3 separate regions of the Zea mays genome follow, and regions 1 and 2 are each linked to region 3. The links are chromatin contacts, called in public ChIA-PET and Hi-C maps. All regions are on one chromosome and are shown on one strand. Each heading gives the region's core, a stretch centred on a gene start, on an enhancer-like site or on the middle of the called end of the contact. The rest is flanking DNA. Distances are from core to core; before and after follow the strand shown. Region 1 holds the start of LOC103632279. Region 2 holds the start of LOC100191485 (putative RING zinc finger and ankyrin repeat containing protein). Region 3 holds the start of LOC103632278 (COP1-interacting protein-related).

Evidence for each region. A called contact is a pair of places that touch in the nucleus more often than the background predicts. ChIA-PET counts read pairs in DNA pulled down with a chosen protein or histone mark.
Region 1: a contact with region 3 is called in a Hi-C map of leaf, with 8 times the contacts expected there. The contact joins the promoter of LOC103632279 here to the promoter of LOC103632278 in region 3. A contact is called at or near these places in 14 of 25 Hi-C or Micro-C datasets (bundle sheath, ear, leaf and 3 more) and 1 of 3 datasets of contacts at active chromatin or transcription factors (seedling).
Region 2: a contact with region 3 is called in an RNA polymerase II ChIA-PET map of seedling, with 3 times the contacts expected there. The contact joins the promoter of LOC100191485 here to the promoter of LOC103632278 in region 3. A contact is called at or near these places in 5 of 25 Hi-C or Micro-C datasets (endosperm, leaf and tassel) and 2 of 3 datasets of contacts at active chromatin or transcription factors (leaf and seedling).

What each region holds. Positions count from the first base shown.
Region 1 is chr7:41,464,117-41,466,978 of Zm-B73-REFERENCE-NAM-5.0, reverse strand. It overlaps LOC103632279, which reads right to left and starts at 1,291. Exons shown (of 3, transcript XR_555795.2): 1 at 1,028-1,291; 2 at 879-939.
Region 2 is chr7:41,490,627-41,493,615 of Zm-B73-REFERENCE-NAM-5.0, reverse strand. LOC100191485 (putative RING zinc finger and ankyrin repeat containing protein) reads left to right here and starts at 1,522. Exons shown (of 9, transcript NM_001136917.1): 1 at 1,522-1,954; 2 at 2,059-2,173; 3 at 2,577-2,657; 4 at 2,734-2,822; 5 at 2,918-2,989. The coding sequence starts at 1,853.
Region 3 is chr7:41,278,286-41,281,230 of Zm-B73-REFERENCE-NAM-5.0, reverse strand. It overlaps LOC103632278 (COP1-interacting protein-related), which reads left to right and starts at 1,446. Exons shown (of 10, transcript XM_008654089.3): 1 at 1,446-2,038; 2 at 2,479-2,658; 3 at 2,754-2,874. The coding sequence starts at 1,980.

The DNA.
Region 1 (2,862 bases), core at 42-2,541, 190 kb before region 3:
CATTTACGCTTGAAATTGTTGAACATGCTATACGTATGTGCGGTGCCTATGGATTATGAATTAAACTAATGATTGACGAACCGTATCTATGTGTTAAATTGGTCTGTGCGACTGTGACTATGGGTTAAAGTGATAAACATGTGTGTGGATTATGAATTGGTGATGAATTGATGAGTGATGAGTTATGTTAATTTGGTGTTGCATTGATGTGGTATGTGAAACTATGAGTATAATTATCATTTACTATAGTTAAATTAGTTTAGAATTAATTAAAAATTAATTATATATATATATATATATTGTTTTTTCTGTTGTGGCTCACGAGCTAGCTTAAGTTCGTAAACGAGTCAAGCTAGCTCGATATCTAGCCCTAGTTACAGACTCTTACTAGGGAGGCTGAAACAACCACGATATAATGCAAACACAAAGCAGAGGTTGAACAAACTTTTATGGATATAAGAGGGTATAAGGTTGTGTTCGGTGGATCGTGTAAAATAGGGATACGGTATGGTAATGTAGATGATACTATTTGATACTGGTTATAGAGTGAAGTTTGAAATAGAGGTATCAGATAGGGGATGTGATAGGAGAGCTGCTGAAGACGGTGTTACACTTGACAGTCATATAACCAACGATACAAACAAATTATCGACAGATCGATGGTTGTTTCTGTGTAAGCCTGGCAAAAGTAAAGTCATAAGTGTTAGATAGATGATTAGGATGCCTTAAGATCGTCCATGCCCACGCTGGCCTGCAAGTAGACACAGGTGTATATCTTAAAAAAACTTGACCTTCAGAAAATTTCTTGTTGGTTACACAAACTGTAGTGTATTCCGGGCTCAACTTACCAGAAACCTGTGGTTCTCTGCAGAACTTACTTGTCAATATCAGCGTTGATGCGCCTGAACCACGCTGATGATCTCCATGAACTTGTTCGTCCTGTCCGGTGCAAGCTTCATGTTCATGGCAAGCTGAGATTGCAAACAAGTATGGAGGAGCTTAGAGTTAGACAAGGAGTAGTACGTACCGAAAAGCTCGAAGTGGCCAACCCAACCAGCCGTGCCATCTCTTCAGTGTCCTGCTGTAAGCGTCACCGCAAGCCTGCGGCCGACATGTGCCAGTGCCAGTCTCTGGATGCTGTGCCAAGTTGTGGAACAGCGTAACCAACAAGTCGTCCATATGGCTCTGTCGGCAACCAGCGGTCCCCTCCAACGGGCCGGGCCGGGCCGGGCCGGATGGAGGATCGTGGTGGTAGATTTATAGCGAGAGGAAAAAGGGATGTGACGGTATATGTCTCTCACCGGCCTCTCGTTTGAAGCACGCATGGGCTGATGATATATGGGCATGCATGGAAGCCAAGTAGATATGATTATCATCTCGTTCGTAATCTTCATCGGAATAATAATAATGGCATTAGTACTTTGGAATCTCCTCTCTCTCTCTCTCTTTTTTCAGCGGAAAAGGGAGAATGATCATGGCAGGAGAGCAAACAGCATCAATATTACTGTTGGTCATCAAACTCCCCCACGCATGCAGATTCTTCCTGGCCGGACCCTACTACTACAGAGCCCAGAGACCCACAAGTAAAACGACTAGCCAATAATTAAACACCAACGTGCTCTGACGACACACGGGGCCAATCAGATTGATGGTCAGTTTTGGTGGTGGCCAAGTAGTGGTCGCCCAAATCAGGCAGCAGCTAGCGCGCTGCATGCGCCGATCCAGACCAACACCGACAGCGTGTCCGTCCGTCTGTGTGTGTGTGGTACGTACGTGCAATCTATCATTGTGGAGGAGATTGCCGCGTGGTTTGTCTCTTTGCTCCATGCTGGTAACTATATTTATAATCGTATAGGAGTATATCATCACCACCGTTAATAAGCTAGCCGTCCGTCTCCTCGCCGCGCTTAGGCCTTGTTCGTTTGTGCCGGATTGGTAAATCGGAACGATTCTTAATCGGATTGTTTCTCTAATTTATATAAACTTTGATTAGCTAGAACGATTACGGGTGCAATCTGACACAAACGAACAAGACATTATACTACACGCTTGCACCTAGGTAGCCTACAACCTTAAACCTCGGGGATCGAGATCTAGATCGACCTTGGCAATCGTTTGAGCGCCAAGCAGCCTAGATTCCAAAACCCCGCCGGCAAACATGGTGAGAGTAACACCAAGAGCAAGCACATAAGGACGGAGGGGAAGTAGATGGATGACGTGGGGAACCTTCCTGGCAACACGCAACATAGGAAGGACGCTGAATTGCTAATTGCCACCTAGAGCTAGTGGAACCCAAGGATCCCTTGGTTGGTTCCGCTGTCACATGCATCCTTCTCCAAGGTCCTAGCTAATACTAACTCAATTGTTCTCGAATATTTATCATCGACTTGTTTATTTTTGAACTAGAACACGACAAATAAAAAAAGGGAGATAGTGTATTCTTTTTTAAAAAAAGGTTACGTGTGCTGCTGAATTTTAGCAACATGTCTTAGATGGTGTCATTATAATTTATTTGGAACAAAAGGCTTCGTTTCTTATCGTCGCCATTGTGGGCCTTAATTAGCTTGTGCTTGTTAGACTCACATGACATTGTGGGCCTTAATTAGCTTGTGCTTGTTAGACTCTGGTAGCTACTACCATGATCTTTCTTAGAGGCTTTGGGGGTAGACCTAAGAAAATTAACTAGGCTTGGCTTAGCAAGGGTTTTGACTTTCGAGATAGAGAGGTTTAGCTAAGCTACCTAGATTCTGTTTCTTTTTCCCCCTCCGCGTGAGCCTAACCCGAAATACTACTATTTTTTATTTGTTTTTACTCACAGATGCTCCATGCATGTAGGTTCAGACCTGTCTAAAATGTTACACT
Region 2 (2,989 bases), core at 273-2,772, 210 kb before region 3:
TAGGACGATGGGCCTTAGGTCCACACAAAAATCATTGGGCCGCACGAACCGCTGCCAGGTATGCCATCTATTTTATTAGTGCCACATCGGCCATTGAGAGTGACAGAACATGGCTTATAAGCACAACTGTGTATTGTATGTTGCTCACTGAGAAAGATGGAACGGAACGTGGCTCATAAACCTGTGTATGTACTGTTTATTTTGTTGCGCGGGACTGTATGGTGCGGTCGTTGGAGGCAGAATAACCATTGGCAGAACGCGTCGGAGGCAGAACACGTCAGAGGCAGACTACTATTGCAGTATTAATAAGTAGTAGAGATATGTCCCAAGTGTTCCACTTTTCCCTTTTCCTTCCATAAGAGTTGAGGTGGGCATGAAAGCACCATTTTTCCCTTAGTCTCTTTGTATGGGTCTTCTGAAATCATGTACATTTATATTTTGTGGCAAGCGGAGAGATTGTTGTGTAATTTCCATTGTACCAAACGTCCAAACCCCTCTTACCAATAGAAGTCCCTTGGATTGTTTGTCACATTGCAGACTACTTTAATACTTGCTTTAAACTATCTGATTCTGTGCAAAATCTTTGTGTGATTCCTTAGGGCCCCTTTGGCAGGGCTTCCCGGAACTGATTTCTGTTCTGGCTTCATATTTTACTAGGTGAGTGCCCGTGCGTCATAGGCCCGAGTTTCTCTTCGATGTCATCCCGGACAGATCACATATGTCATCCTCTATCTCATAATTATATAACACATATGTGCATATATAAGTTATCGAGATATTATATGTCCCCGTTACAACGTACGGGCACTGACCTAGTATATACTTGATGGCTTGATGCTGATGGCCGAGCGTGCCACGTCACCACATCCGCTTCGGATTAAAACCTATTATTTAGATTACTATGGATTAATCTATAGAGCCAAAAATATTATAGCGATTAAAATCAACCGAACATGTTGACATCCAGCTTCTTCTACTAAAAAGCTGTAGTTTGGGGGCCCACTCATTAGGAGGCCAAAAAACTTCCAGTTTGAAATTTCAACCGATCAATTACCTAGCATCTACTGCCAAATGTAATCATCTCATTTTAATAAAGTATGCAAGTCGCACGCTCTAGTCAGAATCCTTCGAGAATTCGTGTGTAAAGTCAATAAATGTTGCAAGGCAAAGGCGCGTCCCCTGCCTCGCTTTGAGGTTTGAACAGCAAGCCAGACAGCGTCACCTGGTCCCGGCCCGCCCGCGTTCCCTTGGTGGTTGCCTTCCTGGCTTCCCAGTTCCTCCCAAATGGAATGACCAAAATCCCTTGGCTTCGCCACGAAGGAAAAAGCTCACGGCTTGTTCGCTGCGGCTTGCTGCGGCTGCAATCCGGCTGCGGCTGCGGCTTCTACAGTATTTTTCTCTCTATGGATTGCAGCTGCAGCAGTCCAAACAGCTGCAACAGTGTCGGCTTGCAGCCAACCGAACACGCCCTCAGTCTCGTCTCGCCTTCAATTTCCCATCCATTTCTCCCTTCCCTTCCTTCCCGACCCGAACCACCGCGCATTAAAATCTGCCCCCTCCTGCCACTGCCAGCGACCAATCCAATCCCTACCTGCTCGGGAACCACCCGTCGGGCTCCTCCCGCCCCCCTCGCCGCATCTGCATGCGGCGGGGATCTCCGGGCTCGCTCCGTCACCGGAGCCCCAATCACCGCCACCTCATCCAAGCCCCCGAATCCCCCGGGCGCGCAGCACAACCTTGCCGCGATCGCGCGCGGGAACCGCCGCTGATTGGGTCGTGAAAGCTCGATTTTGGGCGATTTTGATTCGGAGAACCCGCCGTCATTCGATTTTGGCGCGCGTTGCGAGCCGGGATGGGGTTGCAGCAGTCCAAAGAGGAACTGCTGTACCAGCAGGTCAACTACGGCAACGTCGACGGGATTCGCACGCTCCGGGGGCAAGGCGCTGGTCTCGAGGTCAGTCGTTCGGCCAGGATGGCAAATTTACTCTTGTTTTATGTCTCTGTGAACTGATTGGGCTACTGCGGTTGTTGCTGCGACAAATGCTTGATTGGTTGCAGTGGATTGACAAGGAAGGGAAGACGCCCCTGATGCTTGCCTGTATGCGCCCGGATCTGTTCGACGTGGCCAAGGTGCTGATCGAGTTGGGAGCTAATGTGAATGCCTACAGGCCTGGTATTCTTCTCTTGATTCTTATTACCAATCTTTTACTTTGTTAGTTTGGTCCTATTTATGAAGCTGAGTTGATTTTCGTAAAGTAAAGCAGTGCCAAACACCCCCGTAAACTTCTCATTCGAACGGGCAATTAGGGTAGATTTCAGTCAACTAAGACAAGGTTTATGTCCACATTCACTCTAACATAGGATCGAGTTTTATTTGTTCTGTCAAATCATATCACATCAATGTAATTCTGTATCGGTACACATCTTTCAAACTCTGCATTCAAATGAATGAAACCATTTGATGTGATCCATCCAAGTTGCTGACAGTGATATGTACCTTCCCTGGACTCATGCTTAATTGAAGAGGAGGCTGTGCTCGTTATTATGTTTTGATCACTACCTTTTTCCATTACCAGGGTCACACTGTGGGACAGCATTGCACCATGCTGCCAAGAAAGGACTTCAGCAGACTGTCCATTTACTACTCTCACATGGAGGTATATGATGAATAATATATGAAACACTCTATTCATCAGATCTCTATTCGATGCATATATTACTATATCCGTGCAGCTAATCCGTTCATACCAAACGATGATTGCAATACTGCCCTCGAATTGGCAAGAGAAAAGGGTCATGTGAATGTTGTTCGTGCCATAGAGGTATAGTTTTCTTTGCTATCCTATTTTTTATATTATAATACTTGTGGGAATTTATTCATATTCATTTTTTAATGTTTGTTACTCAATTAATTTAGGGACGGCTTTGTCTTTTTTGTGGATGGATGAGAGAGAACTATGCTCCTGCTTTTTTGGATGCAATTGCTCCA
Region 3 (2,945 bases), core at 197-2,696:
GAGTGTTTGGTCCTAACAGGGGGACCCGAACAAGAGAGATGACAAGAGTGCAACGACACGACAAATGCGAAACAATGGTTCTCAAATATCTTATCAACCGTCCCTCATCCTGTCTCGATGGGGGTATTTATAGGGTAGCTAAGGGCCAACCTCCTAAAGTACATGCTTGCCAAAATTGGTTACCACCACATCCTTAGAATATCTTGTACAACAGCAACATTGAGGCAATACAAACCTTACATTACAGGCAACCAATTACATACCACACTAATATTCGTGTGGGTCCATTACTAACAGATGGGTCTTCCTTTAGCTGTTGGAGGCCCATGTAGTCACCATAGTCTCCCTTAGCTCTTGAGTGGGGGAAGTCTTCAAGGCCTCCGCCAGGGACTATGCATGCCACCCAAATGACGAGACCAAGGTCTTCAACACCTTCTAGGTCACTCGTGGATCAAAAGGTCTTTGGTAACGCTCCTGCGATCTTTCGATCGGGTCCTCGAGTGCTTGACGTGGATAACTAAGCCCACATGTTTAGACCTTCCCTTGCTTTGCCATCTGGACAAAGTCCTCGCTGTGGCCTTTGGAGCCTTCAATAGACAAGAAGTGGTCGTAGACTCGATCAACTACATCGACAGGTCCGACTTCCATGGAGCAAAGTCTTGGAAGTCCTCATGACCTTTGGCGTACCTACATTCCTAGGAGCGAAGTTCGATGATTGATTAGACGCAGCCAGCTAGAGAATGACATCTCCAACATTGCGCCACGACCAGAGGCGTGAGCCCTGGTACGACTCCAAGGATAGAATAAGAACATGGTAGTTGAGCTTAGCTAGTGGAATTCGAGGTTCATGTAACCTCTCTTATGTATTGCACTATAAAATAGAGGGATAGGGTAATGTTTAGCCATATTCAAGACCGGGTTCAGGGTTCACTCTTCATTTAGGGTATGCATAAAAATAAGTTAGGACTATTAGGCTAAAATTCCTACCACAAACTAAGATGTGGAGGAGAGCTAGGTCTTGGTGCTCACTGGTTGAGATTCATTATTTTTTATTCATCAATTGATAATTAGCAAGAGGAGGCTGGAAATTACTTAAAGCTCTCTAACTGTCCTCGTGTTGGTTCATGCTCGTGCCCAAGTTCCCTACTACTATCGACCAACACTATGCTCCTTCTAAGACCGTCTTCGGTGGATAATGCAAAATAGGAGACGCGGTGACACTATTTGACATGGTTTACGGAGGAAATAGACAACCTAATTGTCTCTCTTTAGTACCTTTTGTACTCTGATATTGCTATTCAACGACAATATCAGTTTTAATGTAATTTTTTTTCTATAGTTTTATAGGTATTTAATTTCATATTTATAATTATGTCGAGAGAGTTTTATTTAGATGAAATTTACTTTCTCTCTTTTTTAAAACACTGCCATGTCATCGAAAATATGTACGATGGCAAGATTAATGCAAATAAAACTTTCGTGAAATTGTCACTGACTGCCAGTAGTACAGACAGACATTAAACGCTCTCCTCTCTTCCCTCTCTCCTTGGCTCGCATTCACACTCACGCAGCAGCAGCAGCAAGCAGGCCAGCAGCAGCAGCAGCAAGCAGCAGAGCGCGCCCTGTTCTTGTGCCGAGGAATTATTTATTGCCACCGCATCGAGATTTATATAGTACGGGGAAATTGATTGCTCATTCCCCTCTGCTTCCTCCATCCACTGATCCACCCCATGCTGCGATATTTTCCTCCACTCGCCGCCGGGGCAGCATTTGCTCGCGATTTATAACCTCCCCTCGCCTTCGCCTCTCCTTTCTGCTTGTCTTTTTCCCCAGTGGGGAGGTTAGCACCCGGCACAAGCAAAGCGCCGGGTTCTTGTCGCAGTTTCTGCGCGCTCGCTCGCTTTTTGCCCGTAAGATCTGATACAAAGAGGAGAGGGAGAGCCAAGAGAGGAGAGGTTCTCGTGTGGAATTCTTCGGCGATGAGGTCCGACGCCCGTCTGGATTCGGTGGTCTTCCAGCTCACCCCCACCCGGACCAGGTGAGAGCATCCTATAGATCTGCTCATGAAGCGGCTTTAATTCGGCGGATTGATCGTTCTTTGGGTTTTGGTTTCTTGAATGGTAGAAAAGTTGGTCTTTGTGACGGTTTATGTGCCGTTCATTTTGATGCTTGGTACTTGGAAGCTTCCATTTGAAGACCACTCTGTCTACTGCACTGTCCTAAGATGGTTTTGTCCATGTCACGATCGGAATTTGGCCCAAAAAACGATTTCTTCTTTGTTGGTATTGTTTTGTTGGGATTGGTTGTCTGCCGTTAGCTGTAAAATTATAGTAGCAGATCCGGCGATTCTTGCATAGTAGTAACTACTAGACAGATTTGTTATGTTATAAATTAAATTAAAAAAAGTAAAACTATTAGACGGAGTAAACTACTGTTTTGTTCAAGGTCTCTGACGGAAGTTCTGTTTTCGCTTTTCAGGTTCGATTTGGTTCTGATAGCGAATGGCCGGAAGGAGAAGTTTGCATCTGGTTTGCTGAAACCGTTCGTCGCTCACTTGAAGGCCGCCCAGGATCAGATTGCCAAGGGAGGGTACTCGATCACACTTGAACCAAGCTCAGGGTTCGATGTGCCATGGTTTACGAGAGGCACCGTGGAGAGGTTGGCGTCTAAGATTTCTATACTACTGTAGTACAGTTGCTTCTGCCATTGCCTATTTCCCTGTTGGGTCATTTTCTCGTGACAACTCTTCGCAGATTTGTGCGTTTCGTGAGTACTCCGGAGGTCCTTGAGCGAGTCAGAACACTGGAGTCTGAGATCCTGCAGCTCGAGGATGCCATTGCTATCCAGAGCAACGATAGTCTTGGATTAAAATCTGTAAGCGCAGAAGATTTGTAGCTTATGGATATTTGTTGTGTGTTTCTGTAGAAATAATGACATATTCTTGC